2 separate regions of the Mus musculus genome follow, and region 2 is linked to region 1. The links are chromatin contacts, called in public Micro-C maps. All regions are on one chromosome and are shown on one strand. Each heading gives the region's core, a stretch centred on a gene start, on an enhancer-like site or on the middle of the called end of the contact. The rest is flanking DNA. Distances are from core to core; before and after follow the strand shown. Region 1 overlaps F2rl1 (coagulation factor II (thrombin) receptor-like 1). Region 2 overlaps Iqgap2 (IQ motif containing GTPase activating protein 2).

The links. Hi-C and Micro-C count contacts between places; a contact is called where the count stands out from the background.
Region 2: a contact with region 1 is called in a Micro-C map of embryonic stem cells, with 3 times the contacts expected there. The contact joins two enhancer-like sites. A contact is called at or near these places in 1 of 39 promoter capture datasets (the 3T3-L1 cell line), 2 of 484 Hi-C or Micro-C datasets (both in embryonic stem cells) and 3 of 9 other capture datasets (adipose tissue, liver and pancreatic islet).

Annotation. Positions count from the first base shown.
Region 1 is chr13:95,513,097-95,516,256 of GRCm38.p6, forward strand. It overlaps F2rl1 (coagulation factor II (thrombin) receptor-like 1), which reads right to left. Exons shown (of 2, transcript NM_007974.4): 2 at 1-1,185. The coding sequence ends at 77. Among named protein-coding and RNA genes, the nearest start is that of F2rl1, 11 kb to the right of the region's middle. Within about 2 kb of position 1,870, at least 20 of the 459 cell types and tissues checked have an H3K27ac peak or open chromatin away from gene starts, as enhancers often do. A contact at or near this core is called in embryonic stem cells, where this site is marked.
Region 2 is chr13:95,655,940-95,659,269 of GRCm38.p6, forward strand. Iqgap2 (IQ motif containing GTPase activating protein 2) reads right to left here. Exons shown (of 36, transcript NM_027711.1): 28 at 1,864-1,996. Gm52063 (a long non-coding RNA gene) reads left to right here. Exons shown (of 3, transcript XR_003950700.1): 2 at 3,281-3,330. Among named protein-coding and RNA genes, the nearest start is that of Gm52063, 13 kb to the left of the region's middle. Within about 2 kb of position 1,347, at least 25 of the 459 cell types and tissues checked have an H3K27ac peak or open chromatin away from gene starts, as enhancers often do. A contact at or near this core is called in embryonic stem cells, where this site is marked.

The DNA of each region.
Region 1 (3,160 bases), core at 620-3,119:
CACACACACACACACACACACACACACACCATCATCATCATCATCATCAAGCAGGCTTGACATCCTCAGGTACAGCTCAGTAGGAGGTTTTAACACTGGTTGAGCTTGAAGAGTAGGAGCCGGACTTCCTGGAGAACTTGTTGGAGCTGAGCGAGATTTGCATGCGATTCACAGTGCGGACACTTCGGCAGAGGAGCGCGTTTCTGGCGTGATCCCTGAAATCTTTTGAGACAAAGTAATAGACAAAGGGGTCTATGCAGCTGTTGAGGGTCGACAGGCAGAGGGCGACAAGGTAGAGGGCGTAGACGTGGCTCTGCCTCTGGGTTTTGATTAGGAAATAATGCACTACGAGCAGAAGGTTGCTAGGAGCAAAGCAGATGAAGTACATGGCCAGCACGGTGATGATGAGTCGGATAGCCCTCTGCCTTTTCTTCTCTGAGTGTTCATCCATAGCAGAAGAGCGGAGCGTCTTGATCATGAGCACGTAGGCAGATGCAGTAAGGAGGGCCGGGAACAGGAAGACTCCAATGGCCAGTGAGAGGAAGTAATTGAACATGTCCCCCACCAATACCTCCTCAGGCAGCACATCGTGACAGGTGGTGATGTTCAATGCTGGAATGTAGATGGTCTGCTTCATGACATACAAAGGGATGGTGACCAGAAAAATCAGGAGCCAGATTGCCAAGGAGACGCCAACGGCGATGTTTGCCTTCTTCCTGGGGTGTCCCATGGGGTTCACGATCACCCAGTACCTCTGCACGCTGAGGCAGGTCATGAAGAGGATGGAGCAATACATGTTACCATAGAAAAAGCCAATGAGCACCTTGCACAGGGCCTCCCCGTAGACCCAGTTGTTGCCATGTAGGTGGTAGGAGATCTTCAGGGGGAACCAGATGACAGAGAGGAGGTCGGCCAAGGCCAGGTTGGCCATGTAAATCACGGCGGGGTGTTTCTTCTTCGTTCGGAAAAGGAAGATCCAGAGGGCCATGCCATTACTGGGCAAACCAATCACAAACACAATAATGTAGACGACCGGAAGAAAGACCGTGGTCAGCTTCCCGGTGAGGATGGACGCAGAGAACTCATCGATGGAAAAGCCTGGTTCTACCGGAACCCCTTTCCCAGTGATTGGAGGCTGGGTTTCTAATCTGCCAATAAGACTTCTTCCTTTACTGTTGTTGCGTCCTGTACAAAGAAAGCGGAGCAGAATCATTACTGAGATAAATGGTCCAACAGTAAGGCTGCTGTGTTTTAAATGGAACATTTCAGATGAACACAGACAGATGTCATTAGAGTATTGCAGACAATATTCTCTTTCAGTGACCGACCGTCCTACACAGGGCAGTTGGTGACGGTTGAAGTCTAATTCTTGTGTGTGCTGGCAAGTATTTTACCACTGAGCTACATCTTCGCCCCGACAATGGTATTTCATTAACAGTGAGAGTTTTGGGTTCCGTATAGGACAGCGACTTCTAGAAATCTTAAGACTGACAGGGTTTCATTTTATTTTCTTTAAGTAGCTATACTCATTAGTTCTTTTATTTGATCACACAACCACCAGCAGTCTTTGATTGGTCAGTTAGTAAAGACAGATAGATGGATGATAGATAGATAGATAGATAGATAGATAGATAGATAGATAGATAGATAGATAGATAGATAGATCAGTCTAGGATTGTGTGGTAACTCTTCCCGAGTCTTTGGTGAGTAAGGCAGCCTTGTCTTGCCATCAGCTGTCTTGGTTCTCATTTTCTATCCTACTCTGGCCTTAAGCCAAGATTCAACCTAGCCGTCAACCACACCCTGCCCCAGGGGCCAGCCTAGGGAGATTCCAGAACCAGGAGGCATTCCCTTGTCCGCCCACAAGAAATACTATAATGGGTAGGCATTCCCCACCTCTCTGCTGGCTTCATAAACATCCTCCCACTGAGCTCAGTTGGCAGGCAAGCCTTTTAGCATCAGGACCAAATGTGCTCTGACTTTTGAGCGTGTAACAGCAAGCTTTAACTTAGGATGCTTCCTTCATACCATGAATTGAACATTCTAAACCACAAATAACCCTGGGCGTGGTAGGTTGTGCCTATAGTCTCAGCTATTTGGAAAGCTGAGGTGAATGGACTGTTTTCACTTAAGGAATCTGAGACCAGCCTGGGTGACATAGTGAGATTCCATCCAAAGCAAAGCGAAACAGAACAACCCTACCAAGCAGTGACGGGCAAGCCCAGTCTTCATCCTGCCCCATCCTGTATTCCCTCACTGACCTGAAGGAGGAAGGGTGAACGCTAAGGAATTTAACTTTAATGATGAGACTGAGGCCTCCACCGTCTGGAAACACCTGAACATTGTTCACGTTGACAAGGAAGACAGTATACCTCTCCTGACTTTCTCTAATATATTGTGTGCTCAGTTATCTGATCCGCTTCTGGTTCCAGACTCAGGTTCTACAGGACCGTTCGCTTCTGTAGGCTTCACCACGTTGCGCTGACACAGGGGTAATGGGAGGAGCACTGGAGGTTACAGAGATCAGCAGTTCCCTTTCCACCCACTGTAGAAAAATAAAGATGCTCCCTACCCAAAAAAGAAGGTGTTCAAGTCCTAATCCCCAGTAGACAAGGGTCTTTGCAACCCTAAGGTACGATCTTAACAACACTATCCAGGTTATCCAGTCAGGCCCTCGGTCCAATGACAATGGTCTTTTAACAAGACATAGGGAAGCTGGGGACAGAAAAGGAGAAAACAGCAGAGTAAACAACATGATGGACAATGGGAACAAAGGCTGGCACTGTGCCAAGGGGCACCAAAGATGGCAGCACCCAACCGGATGCTGGAGATGGGCAGATTCTCTTTCCCCACCACTTTCATTCCTGACCCCTCACCTCAGAACCCAGAGAGTAGCATCTGTTGTTTTATAGCTCTGCTCATCACAGTGGCCTTAGGAAAATAAAAGCATTTGACGTAAACATATATATTGTTTCTATTTCTTCTATAACTGTCCAAAAAAAAAAGCACTTTTTAAAAATTAAAATGGGGGCAGAGAGCTGGAGAGATGGTTCAGCGGTTAAGAGCACTGGTTCTTTCAGAGGTCCTTAGTTCAATTCCCAACAACCGCATGGTGGCTCGTGACCATCTGTAATGGGATCTGATGCTCTTTCTGGTCTGC
Region 2 (3,330 bases), core at 97-2,596, 140 kb after region 1:
TATAGGTGGAACAACATTATGAACTAACCAGTACCCCGGAGCTCTTGACTCTAGCTGCATATATATCAAAAGATGGCCTAGTCGGCCATCACTGGAAAGAGAGGCCCATTGGACTTGCAAACTTTATATGCCCCAGTACAGGGGAACACCAGGGCCAAAAAGGGGGAGTGGGTGGGCAGGGGAGTGGGGGTGGGTGGATATGGGGGACTTCTGGTATAGCATTGGAAATGTAAATGAGTTAAATACCTAATAAAAAATGGAAAAAAAATAATGTCCCACCATAGGGTCAAATATAAAATGTGCATGTTCTTATGTACTTATTCCTTACAAAGTTACTTTTGGAAGCAGTTCATTGTTGGACAGGAGGCTGATGAACTCAAGTCCACTCATTTAATTGGGACACATTGAGAGTCTGTGGCAAGCACCAGACAAATTCCCTGTTTCAGCCTTGGAAGACAAAAGTTAAAACTGGGTCCTTCTTTCCTCCAAACCCACATCCAAGCTGTGAAAGTGCTTCATGATGAAGATAGACGTCCAAGCAGACAGCGCACCCCACGTCTAGGTGGTCTAAAGTACTGGGGTCTGACTTCTGAAGGTTCGATGCTAGGGAGGCAACCTTTAGTGCTGAGTACAACCAACACAAAGTCGGATTTATTGTTCACTGAAATATCTGGATTTCTAGAATGTTGGTGTGGACATGAATCTCTGGGATCATTAGGATGTAGGATCTCTGGGGGGCCTGGGGTACGTTTCTGAACCATCCCAGGTCCCTGTTTAGACTAGCAAAGCTTAAAATTGTTCACGAAAAAGTTAGCTTTTCCCAAACCTAATCCCCAGCTGAGCCCGGTGGCTCATATCTGTAATCCTACCACTTGGGAGTATCTTAGAGAAGATCATAGTGAGTCTGAGGCTAGCCTGAGCTACATAGTCATTTCTGGGTCTAGCCTGAGCTATAACCCCCCGCCCCATTCTGACTGAATTAGGTGATATTGTGCTACACTGTGGAGGTGCATGCCTGTGGCAGAAACAGGAGGATCTTGAATTTGAATCCAGTTAGAGCTAGCTAGCAAGTGACAGTCTTGCCTTGAAAATAAATAAATAAATAAATAAATAAATAAATAAATAAATAAATTCCACAAACCAAACTTAATTCCAATTGCATTTGAAAGCAAACTAAGCTCCAATTAGCAACACAACCTCTGTTGCCCAGCTTCTCCTTATCATAAAGGATGGAAAGCCACCCAAGGCTTCCCCAGTTCCTTCCTGGGGTCAGTCACTGCGGGAGTGCAGATGGCTGATTGGGATGCTTGCATGTGACCCAGGCACTGTCTGAAATTCTAAGAAACCTGGTTTTAAAACAATGGCAACCCATCCCTGCAGGAGGGGGTTCCTTATCTGCCCACATAGCTGCATAGCGGTTTTCCACCCCACCCCCTTTTCTAAGCCGCTTCACTTCCTGACCTTTTGGCTAAGATTAAGTGATGCACATCCCAGCATCAGAAGAGGGAGAACAGTCTCTGTTTATCAGAAAATGTCTGCAAAAACAGAGCAGAGCACTCCCAGAGGGGCGGAAGCAGGCGGGTCTAGACAGCACAGCTCCGGTGGGCGAGCGAATGCCGGCCTTGGGCTTCTCTTGGGTTTAAACTGTTCCTATATCATGTTGTATTGCAAAGGTTAACTCAACTGTCTTGCTTGGGAAGGGTTTTACTAAGGTCTGAGAGCCAGGGAATAATTATGGGAGAAGCCCACTGGGTTTAAAAACAGACCCAAGCGCACAGGCAATTTCTGCTGGGACTAGGCACTTCCCAGTGAATGGCTGTCTGTCCAGGGTCTGGGGCCGAGACCCCTCTTTGACCCACTTACTAAATGTGTATTGATGATTTCTTCTATGGAGATATAAATAACTGGCTTGCTGACGGTCACCAAATCCGTGTATTTGTCCATATTAAACTTCTCTTCCGGTTCAGGGACATCACACGCTTCTTGAAAATATTTCCTAGAAATAGGGAAAAAGGGGGGTGTTACGATAGTCAGATTTCTAAATGAGTGACTTTACTAAAGTTTTGAAATGTTAGTTAGAGCACCCCCTTCACCCCAAGCTTGGGGCACTTGTTAGCATCTTCCAGGGTGGCTCACCAGTGCTTGCCCATGTTTCTGGATGCTGGACCTCAAACTGATTCTCAGACAGGAAGAGATAAATGTGGGCCTCGGTCCTGTGACCCAGGATGATCAAATCATGGATGGGATTTCTTAACAATGTTATAATGTTAAAAATGACCTCTGGAATTCCAATGAAAATGTTAGGAGGAAGAATTCCTTGGGGGTGGGGAGCTGGCCCAATGGGTGACGCGTGAGCACCAGAGTGCATAGCTCAGGCACTGCATGTGGGGGTGCTGGCATGTGCCTGAACCTCTACTGATGGAGAGGAAGGCAGAGACAGGCAGATTCTGGGCGCTCATTGGCCAGCCAGCCTAGCCAAACTGTTGAACTCCAGGTTCAGTGAGAGGCCCTGTCTTACACCTAAAGTAGGAGGTGACACAGGAAGGCACCCAGTGTCAACCTCTTTCATCTCAATACATGTGCATACATATGCACACGACCCACCCAATGCACACACACGCTTAATACACATGTAAATGACCATTTGTGTATGTATGTATGTTTGTATGTTGAAGATTGATCTCAACTTCTATGCACACGTGTGATATGTGCATATGTAATACGTGTGAGTGTAATATGTGTGTGAATGTATAATATGTGTGTGTAATATATACGTGTGTGTTTTATTCTATACAGTTTCAAGTGTTTCTCATGCCTGAAATCTTCTATGACGTTTTCTAGGGCACCTGAGACCTCTGTACTTGAGCTGATTTCTCCCTCCCCAGCCCTGGGTTGGGTGGGGCAGCCATGTTTCAGGGGTTATTAGGCTCCTCGGTAATAGAAGGTCTTCCTCCTAGGTTTTGCTTTCATTGTTCATGGGGTGCTGAAGAATTAAGAATATAAATACCAGATTAAATATGAGTGAAAGAGAAAAAGGGATGCATTTAGGAGGATAGTCTTGGGAAACAGGAGACTGACAGCAATAACAAGGAAAAAGGAGCACTCGGGAGACAGAGGCAGGCAGAGCTTTATGAGTTCGAGATCAGCCTGATCTACAGCGTGAGTGCTGGGCTAGCCAGGGCTACATAGGGAGGTCTTGTCTCAAACAAACACGAGAAGGAAAGGGAGCTAAGAGCATTGAGGGCTTGTGAGGAACACCTGCAACATTGTTTCTCCTTAGTGAAGAGAACTAAAATTGGCTCTGAAGAAATGGAAACGTCCCCACTGGGA